Regions from separate parts of the Sus scrofa genome. Here all the other regions are linked to region 1. The links are chromatin contacts, called in public Hi-C and promoter capture Hi-C maps. All regions are on one chromosome and are shown on one strand. Each heading gives the region's core, a stretch centred on a gene start, on an enhancer-like site or on the middle of the called end of the contact. The rest is flanking DNA. Distances are from core to core; before and after follow the strand shown. Region 1 has its middle 94 kb from the start of SLC2A1. Region 2 overlaps ZNF691 (zinc finger protein 691). Region 3 holds the start of ZNF691 (zinc finger protein 691).

Region 1 (3,036 bases), core at 139-2,638:
GTGGCTGTGGTGCAGGCCAGCAGCTGTAGCTCCGATTGACCCCTAGCCTGGGAACCTCCATGTGCCACGGGTGCTGCCCTGAAAGGACAAAAAGAGAAATACATACATACATACATAACTTGTCCTTTACCTTAGAAGGACTGTCTCCTTTAGGGGAGAAGTTGGCCAACAACTGTCGGGCCCCCCTCCTATTTTTGTAAATGATGCTTTAGGGGAACACACAGCATGTCCATTCATTTATGTGCGGCCAATGGCTGGTTTCCCACCACGATGGCAAAATTGAGTAGCTGTGAAGGAACCTTATGCCTCGCAAAGCCTAAAATGTTTACTGACCGTCCCTTTAAAGATAAAATTCGCCAGCGCCTGCTCTAACACCGCTAATCCATGGCACGTAGTTCCTTAAATTATCACCTGTAATTGGCTAGACTCAGCGGCCTATGGAAGGCAAGGCTTTGGAAGATCAAGTAGCGATAATTATAGAACATTATGGAATATTCTTTCCAAAATGAAGGGCAGCTATTGCATCAGTCCTCTCCAGTCACAAAGAACCAAGCACATCTTTGGATGTGGAAGATTTCAGGGGGCTTGCTGCTGGAGCGTATTTACTGAGTAACCCCCCAGGCTGCCACAGGGGGGCGATGTGGCATCTTGGAAAGTTCAGCTTCAGACTAGACGGATGACTTGAGCCTATTTTCTCACATGCAAAATGACCATAAATAACTTCTTCATTAAAAAAAAAAAAAAGGAATCCCCTTGTGTCACAGCAGGTTAAGGATCCAGCGTTGTCACTGCTGCAGCTCGGGTCGCTGCTATGGCATGGGGTCAGTCCCTGGCCCAGGGAACCTCCATCACATGCTGTAAGCAAGGACAAAAACAAAAACAAAAAACTTCTTCATAGGGTTCTGGTAACTATAAAGCAAGCTAACACGTGAGAAAGCCCATGAAAGGCCACATCCTTGCCTGCACCACTTTGCAATCTGATGCCAGTCCAATGACATCTGCCCAGAGTAAAAACTGCCCCATAAGGGTTGGCAACAATTCTATTTTCTTCCGTTGCGTTGTCACATGGATACAGAAGTGCCTATGAAACATTAATGTAGAGTTTAAAGAATAATAATAATGTGACACCCTTCTAACTAGCACTTGAGTCAGAAACAGAATGTGGCCACTTACCCTGTAAAATGACCCCCAGCTGAGAGGCAGATGGGGGCTGAAATCGATGAAGCGTCTGCCAGTGCCCTCTGCTCCACAGTCTCGTATCCAGTGAGATGTGGGCGTACACTAACTTCCCCTGAGCCCCCAACCCTGAAAGGGCCCGTTGGGGTTATCCCAAGGTCATCCCACTCCGCTTCTGCAGCAAGCAGCTTGTTCCCTCTCCTTTCTGTCGGGACAAGTCGCATTTAGAACAACAGAGGGCAGCCACTCCCCACCGGTGATGGTGCCTAGGCCGACAACAGCTAAACCAAGGGGGCCAAGGCCCACCTCCCAGGGCCCTTCTGATCCCCGCTCCTGCTCAGGCCCACGCCACACATCAGAATGAAGCAGTGTAGAGACCCATGCCATTGGTAAACGAGAGACCTGGGCTTGAATCCGACTCTGCCATTTCCTACCCGTGACCTTGAACAAATGACCTCTGCAAGCCACGGTTTCCTCACCCGGAAAAATCCGGTGCAAAAATAGTATGTACCTCATAGGGTTGCTGGGATGACAAGTGGGATCCTGTGGGTCCAAATACTGTCCCAATAGTCCTTGTTCTCGGGCATCGTGCCAGTGCATCCCATCGGAATGTCACCACAGTCCTGGCGGGCAGAGAAAGCGAACGTGACTGCTTCATTCTTCAGATGGAGAAACTGAGGTTTGGGAGTGCCCGCTATCGCACAGTGGGTTAGGAATCTGACTGCAGCAGCTGGGGTTCCACCCCTGGCCCAGGAACTTTGCATGCTGTGAGTGTGGAAGGAAGGAGGGAAGGAAGGCAGGCAGGCAAAGAGAGATGGAGGGAGGGAGGAAGAAGGAAAGAGAAAGAAAGAAACTGAAGCTGAAAGAGGCTCCTTGACCCGCAGAAGCGTGATGGTCACCGTTTATCTTCTCCTCCTCTCTCTCCACCATCCACAGTGTTGGCAGCTGACCTCAAAGACTCACTCATAACCCTTTTGTGACTCTGGCACGTGTTCTGAGGTCCAGAGAGCAAACACCTCACTCATGTGAGCCAGAGGGGAGCCGGAGGTCACCGGATCCAGGACTCCATGAGCCCGGCCGGTGGGCTCCTGTCCGGTGTGGTGACCACAGCCCCATCTAAGCCATTGCCCAGCTCTGATTCACCGTCGCAGGATCCCATCCTTGGCTTGCCTCCCTGACTGGACTGTGCTAAAAGAGGAAGCATCTCGAGGCATAGGTATTACCATGGAAAATCAGCCAAAGCGTGTTGCTGAATGAACAAGGGATGTGCCAAACGGGGCGCACATGACCCCGCTTTCTGTCTCTGAATATCAGCAGAGGAAAAAAGTGGAAGGTCGTGATACACACTGTAAAATTAAAATATTAATATACAAGGTAAAAATGCGTATCTCTGGGTGGCAGAATTACAGATACGTTTTGTGTTGCCTCCCTGTACTTTCGTATGTGTTTCTAAATTTATACAGAAGCATGTTTTATTTCTACAATCAAAACTCTGTGTGTGTGTGTGTGTGTGTGTGTGTGTGTGTGTGTGTGTGTTATACCATTTCAACTGTCCATTTTTAAAAACTGCTTCATTAAGAATCAGGGATCAGGAGTTCCCGTCGTGACGCAGTGGTTAACGAATCCGACTAGGAACCATGAGGTTGCGGGTTCGGTCCCTGCCTTGCTCAGTGGGTTAACGATCCGGCGTTGCCGTGAGCTGTGGTGTAGGTTGCAGACGCAGCTCGGATCCCACGTTGCTGTGGCTCTGGCGTAGGCTGGTGGCTACAGCTCCAATTCGACCCCTAGCCTGGGAACCTCCATATGCTGCGAGAGCAGCCCAAGAAATGGCAAAAAAGACAAAAAAAAAAAAAAAAAGAA
Region 2 (3,269 bases), core at 8-2,507, 130 kb after region 1:
TCCCCCTTTTCACTTCTGATATTAGTGATTTGTGTCCTCTTTTTTCTTAGCCTAGCTAGAGACATATCAATTTTATTCACCTTTTCAAAGAATGAGTTTTTGGTTTTGTTAATTTTCTCTATGGATGTCCTATTTTCACTTTCATTCGTTTCTGGTCTAATTTTGCATTGTTTCTTTTCTTTTCTTCTGCCTTCTTTGGATTTAATTTTCTTTTTCTAATTTCCAAATGTAGAGCTTAGATTATTGATTTTAGATCTTTCCTCTTTTCTACTAAGTTAGATTTCTTATATATTTATATTTATAAACACATGCACATATATTCTAATATATATATATTTCTAATATATTAGATTCAATGCCATCGAAGCACTGCTTTTGCTATGTCCCACAAATTTTGGTAAGTTGTATTTTCATTTAGTTCAAAATATTGTAAAATTTCTCTTGATGTTTCTTCTTTGGCCCATGTGTTGTTCAGAAGTTTTGTATTATTTAAAGCTTATTTACTACTTTAATTTCCATGTATTTTGGATGACAGAGCTATTTTCCTGTTGTTGATTTCTAGCTTAGTTCCGCTGTGATCTGAGAGCACCCACTCCATGGTTTCTCTTCTATTCCTGAGTGCTCCAAGCTGTGCCAGCTTGGGAGAAGGGCTATTGCGGGTGAAATGCAATGCTTCCTCTTATCTGCTTCAATGCAGCTGTTCTTGGCTTTTAGCTTGTCTGGGTACTGCGACTTCTTAACTGGTTTCTGGAAGTCTCATAAAGGCTTTTTGGACTGCACACTGTAAGTTAATGTCTCTGTCGAAGAAGGAAGTCTGAGGCTTCCTATCCCACTACCTTGCTAACACCACTCCTCTCGGGCAGGTTAATTTTTGTAACGAGTACACCTGGAAGCTGAGGCTCTTTATATAGATGCCCTTTAAACTAAATATGCTCACATACTCCTTGGAAAGTTTTTGTGAACGCCTAGGAGTATGCATATCCAGTCTGAAGACCGCTTTTCTGGAGGGCTCAGATTGAGTATTCTTCTGGCTTCCCTTGTGATTTTGTTTGCTCACTCTGCCCCTGTTATGCCAACAGGGTGCCAGCTCCCTATACAGGGTCTCTTCCATCCCCAGCCTGGGACATCTGGCCAAGGAGAGCATCTGGCAGGCTTTGAGGGATGAGTGATGGGCAGCTGTCCTGGGCCCACATACAGCAGCAGGGCTTCCATTCGACCAGGAAGACAGGCTAGTCCCTCATCCCTCTCAGGAAGCTCTCCAGGTTTATCTCAGACCCACATACACTGAGATATGTGTCAGGGTGGGCTGCCTTCCATCACTAGTCTCTCTCTGCAGGAAGGCAGAGGGGAAACGGAATGAGCTGTTCTCTCACAGAGCATTCTGAATGGCTCCTTCTCCAGCTCTGCTCCTGTTTTCCCACACTTCCTAAGGAAGCCTTCTTCTTTCTTCTGAATGACCACAGCCAGGTTCTCGGCACGGGTGCAGTTTGATAAAGATGTCCTTCCTCTGAACAGCATGTGAAAAGCATGGTCAGCTTCATTTCAGTCTCAAGCTTAGGCTTCCTACACACCCTCCCTCTGGAACTGAGCTGTACCCTTTCCGTGTCTGCAGATATACTGTCTCTGGGACAATGCTCCATTCCTTTGGGTGTCTGGAAGCAGGGCCTCTGCTTTGTTCCAGTTTGCCCCTTTGTCTATGGTCTTGTGAGCATTAAGGTCTATTTATGGCTAGGTTCTTCACACTCTGAAGTGGGGGTTTTAACCCTAAGTCAGGACCTGGACCTAGTCTGGAAGCCTCTGACCTGCTTGTCCCCATGCTCCAGGCCTTGAGAATCAGGAACTTGATGGGGTGCTCAATAAGTGGAAACGATTAACCTTAAACCCAACCAACACTCCACACGACAACCCCAACGCTCTCCAGGATGCCACCCATTACCAAGGGCTCTACGGTGGCCCATTCTAACCTGGATCCGGGACAAAACCAACACCTTCCGCCTAGACTGGCTGCTCCGTGGAGGCCACTGGAACACTGTCCCCAACAGGAAGCAGCCTAACACAAAGAGGTTATCAAGAAGTGTCTGGCGCATCTGACGTACGCTCGTTACTCTACATGGCTACCACCCACAATACCATCGGGACACGTCCCCATCTTGCCATCTCGCTTATTTCTTTTCTGAGGCTAACAAACCCAGGCTCCTGCAATCTGGTTTAATTAGACAAGTCCCTGAACAACTTTTATGTCAGTCACTGAAGAAAGGCAAAACAGACATCCCTGCCCTCAAAATGCAATCCTGGGAAGAATAAAGGATACACAGTTAGGTTCCACTGTGGTGTCGTGATTCCTGGCCAAAAGAAAGGCCATATGACGGCAGTACACGTGAATGATATAGTGAGGCATCTCAAGAAATTGAAGAGAGAAGTTTGCCCACCACAGTGGAATCTGTTTTTGCTGCCTGTCATCCAATCACCCATCCTCAGGAGGAATGTTCTCTCCCTACTCTCAGCCCATATGTTTGTGGCAGATTTGACTCCACCACCAATTTGGGGGAGGAGGGTCAACCTGCAACTCCAGGCATGGCCGTGAAAACATCACATTTCTTAAGTCACGATGATGGTTCCAGAGCAGACCCATGGCTAATCATAGTCAATGAGAGGCAATGACCCTCTTGCGGGAACACTGGGGGAGAGGCAGCCACATTTTTAAGCTATATACTTGAGTCCAGAGGGAGAGCTCCAGCCACCTTGCATCATGAGGGGAAAGAGAGCCTGTCTCTGAAGGGAGGCAACACAGACAGATGGATAGAGAGACGAAGGGTTTAAGTCTATGGCAACCCAAGAAATAGCAAAGACAAAAAAAAAAGTCTATAGCAACCCTGCCTGAAGCCAGAATTTTCTGTTGACATGAGCCAGTAAAGTCTCTTTCCAAGCTGAAATTGACTACTTAGATTTAAAGTCAACCTACAATGCATATCAGCAGACATTAGGTCACTTCAAAACATTTTATTTAATTGTTCTGAAGCGACGGGACTTCTCCAGAGGCTGCCATCAGGAAAACCACATGACACTAGTTAAGAGCACAAGCTTTTGTTGTTGTTGTTGTTGTTGTTGTTGTTGTTTAGGGCTGCAACCACGGCATATGGAGGTTCCAGGCTAGGGGTGGAATTGGAGCTGTAGCAGCCAGCCTATGCTACAGCCACAGCAACACGGGATCCAAGCTGCGTCTGGGACCTACACCACAGCTCATGGCAACGCCGGATCCTTAACCTGCT
Region 3 (2,987 bases), core at 306-2,805, 160 kb after region 1:
TGGTCTTAAGTCACTTCCTACCCCTGCCCACCCCACCGAGCTCTGGACTCCAATATGTCTCTTTATGCAATGAGCTCCATGGCCTCCACTCACTACCAATCCTGCTCTTCTGAGAACCTATGATGCATATATCAAACTCTGACTCTACTCAGGGCTGAATGCTGGGTCAAAATAAGAGGAAAAAGACTTGGGATTACAGTCGCTACCCTAAAAGAGTTTATGGTACAGTGCAATCGAACAGGCCATGAACTCCAGAAACTGTCATACAGGGTAGAAGGCTATGTCCCAGGAGAAGCAGGGACACTGTAATGTGCCCAAGGGCACACAGCAGGACTAGGAGCGGCAGGACTGAGACCCATGCCCATCACTCAAAAGCCAGTGCTTTTAAGCATGGCACCAGTATTGGAGGGAGAGGAGAGAAAGAGGGAAGGAAGAAAGGAAAGAAGGAAATAACAACACGCCAGGGAAGGTCTGATGACACAGGCATAACTCCCTTTAAAGATCAAGGATGAGCAGCTTAGCTTCACCGAAAAGGCAGTCTTTGAGGCACGTCTTGTGGGATGGGTGAGCAAGGTTGGGACTGACAGGGATGGGGAGCCCACTATTTACTGAGAAGACAGTGGCAGGTAAAGTAAAAAGGCACTGTCATATCACATTTCAGAGTGGAGCGGAGAAAGAGGCCCATGGAGCTTATCTTCCCAGGAGGCTCAGAGGTACAGGGAGGCCCAAGGGTGGAAGGGATTGAGGGAGTGGAAAAGGAACCAGGTCTAAGACGTAAGCGCCAAGAAGGTGGGGCTGGTCATCACAGATGCCGAAGACCAAAGGCCTGGACTAGAGGTGGAGGGCCAAGCTTGATCTTTAGGATGGAGTCGAGAGCTGGGGGTGGGATGGGGAAAGGAGGAGTTTGGAAAGTCCGGGGAAAATGCATTAAAGAACAGGGAATCGTACCGGGGGTGGAAACGGGGTCAGAGTTAGAGTTAACCAAAAGAGTTAGAGGGTCCGAGGAGGTGGTCAGGGGACCCGCCCAAGAGGCGCGGTTGTGTGTGGCGGGGCGGGGTCTGAGGGTACAAGCGTCCTCCCAAGGACCCGAGCTGGGTTCAGAGCTGCTGGCGGGGTTAGGGCCGAAGGGGTGCGAGAGGAGAGGCCGACTCCAAAGGTTCGGTCAGTGACAGCGGGGCTGGAGTACTCAAAGGCCAACAGGATTAGGGCGGGAGGGCAGGGGCTTGGGGCCAGCAGCCTGGCCATGCAGGCCCTGGGAAGGGAACAGGGGGTGGGGCCCCACTTGCTCCCCACAAGGTCCGGGCAGCAAAACCCGAGCACCAACGCCCCGGTGAAAGGGAAGGAGGTGCTTTTACAGGTCCCCGAGAAGCCATGCGCGCCTCCCCGCCGCGTCCTCGGGCCCAAACGCGACCCACCTCGCTCCCGCCGCTGGGTCAGGGACGGCGCCGCCTCGTTTGGCCCCCGGGGGGGAGGAGCCGGAACCGGAACCCATAAAGGACCCGCCCTGCCTCTTCAGGATTGGTGCCTGAGGATTGTCCTTCCTTTCTATTGGCTACACTGGATGCCGCAACGCACAGGCGAGGCTGCCAATAAGATTTGGCCTCCTGCGTGGCCCGCTGGGAGTTGTAGTTCTGCGAAGATTTTGGCCGTGGAGAAGAAATTCGTAAAGTTTAGAATTTAGTGATGGAAACTGGGTTCCCTTTAAGGTCTTGGGATTTCCTTCTGCGCTCCAGCGTTAAAAGCCCAGCTTGCAGGGCCACCGGTCTGGGAAGTTGTAGAATATGTCGACCTAACCTTCATGACCTCCAAGGGGTCATGAACTCAGAATTTCTTTACTCTGACCCTTGATGACATCGCATGAAACCAGAGTTCTGCACGTCACTTGAGGTTCATAATTTAAAGTCAAAGGATGGTGGAACCGGAAAGGGGTCTATTTATTGGTTTGTTTGTTTGTATTGACTATAAACAATATCAAGTATAGTTTATTTGTAATAGTTTGTTACTTTCGTGGGAGTACAGCATAGTGATTTGGGGTTGTTGTTTACAGATTATACAAAATTATAGGTTATTACAAAATACTTTGTATGATTCCCTGTGCTATACAGTAAATACTTGTTGGGTTTTTGTTTTATGTATAGCAGTTTGTATTTGTTAATCCCATACTCCTAATTTGTGTCTTCCCTGAAGAGGGTTTAAAGATCAACCAATCCAGTCCATTTGTCAGAGAAGCTAAAGGTTTCCTGCCCAAGAAACTACCTTCAGTTTTCCAAAGCCCCTGCAGAGGGATTTTTCTGGGTGCTTTGAAATTAAACCTGACTGTTCATTCCTCAATCCAGACACAAGAAGACCACTAAGGCATATCCAGGATTAGGGTTTTTTTTTTTTTTTTTCCGGGTTTAACTTTAAAAAAAAAAGTCTAATTGAATATGTAGGCTAAAATTCTACAGGTCTTTCATATCTTCAGAGTAGTTCAGTGCAAAAAGAGGAGTATCATCTTCAGAGCTAGAAACACTAGATTTATCATCCCAGTTCTACTACATAACCCTTTAGAGCATTATTTCCTTCCCCTATAAAATTGCTGGCAGAATTATTTTTGTAGAGATTAAATAAGTTAATATATGTAAAGCTTCTGCCTCCACAAATGTCAGTTCTCTTTCCTGCTGTTAAGTTTTCTTGGGTGCAGCCAGTGTGAACAATGTGAATCAATTTTAAGATTGGGATGCTCACGAAAGTATGTTTGAAACTGAATATGGATGAGGGAAATATAAAGGACCCATATTTGCAACTATTTTATAAACTGATATAAATGAAATCCTAAGAAGGCAGAGACTCAGAAGCAAACTGTGGCTTTATGTTTAACTGCGGGTAAAACTTACCTGAGTGGAATCAAGGCTGCCCAAAAACCAATCCTATCACATGCTTTCCTCCTGCTAGCCCAAAGCCTTTCCCCACAACTTCGGATTCACAGTGAAAATAACAGGATGAAT

The links. Promoter capture Hi-C pulls out the DNA fragments that hold promoters and counts their contacts. A called contact is a pair of places that touch in the nucleus more often than the background predicts.
Region 2: a Hi-C map of fetal liver shows a contact between it and region 1, with 2.3 times the contacts expected there. The contact joins two enhancer-like sites. A contact is called at or near these places in 3 of 5 promoter capture datasets (fetal liver, fetal skeletal muscle and skeletal muscle), 34 of 47 Hi-C or Micro-C datasets (adipose tissue, alveolar macrophages, blood and 15 more) and 2 of 2 datasets of contacts at active chromatin or transcription factors (alveolar macrophages and skeletal muscle).
Region 3: a contact with region 1 is called in a promoter capture Hi-C map of fetal liver, with 3 times the contacts expected there. The contact joins the promoter of ZNF691 here to the enhancer-like site in region 1. A contact is called at or near these places in 3 of 5 promoter capture datasets (fetal liver and liver), 23 of 47 Hi-C or Micro-C datasets (adipose tissue, alveolar macrophages, blood and 13 more) and 2 of 2 datasets of contacts at active chromatin or transcription factors (alveolar macrophages and skeletal muscle).

Annotation. Positions count from the first base shown.
Region 1 is chr6:168,439,478-168,442,513 of Sscrofa11.1, forward strand. No RefSeq gene overlaps it. Among named protein-coding and RNA genes, the nearest start is that of SLC2A1, 94 kb to the right of the region's middle. Within about 2 kb of position 1,389, at least 7 of the 83 cell types and tissues checked have an H3K27ac peak or open chromatin away from gene starts, as enhancers often do. A contact at or near this core is called in fetal liver, where this site is marked.
Region 2 is chr6:168,572,379-168,575,647 of Sscrofa11.1, forward strand. All of the region lies in intron 2 of ZNF691 (zinc finger protein 691), which reads right to left. Among named protein-coding and RNA genes, the nearest start is that of ZNF691, 22 kb to the right of the region's middle. Within about 2 kb of position 1,258, at least 1 of the 83 cell types and tissues checked has an H3K27ac peak or open chromatin away from gene starts, as enhancers often do. A contact at or near this core is called in fetal liver, where this site is marked.
Region 3 is chr6:168,594,896-168,597,882 of Sscrofa11.1, forward strand. ZNF691 (zinc finger protein 691) reads right to left here and starts at 1,556. Exons shown (of 3, transcript XR_002345245.1): 1 at 1,416-1,556. ERMAP (erythroid membrane-associated protein) reads right to left here. Exons shown (of 13, transcript XM_021096912.1): 13 at 1,627-2,987.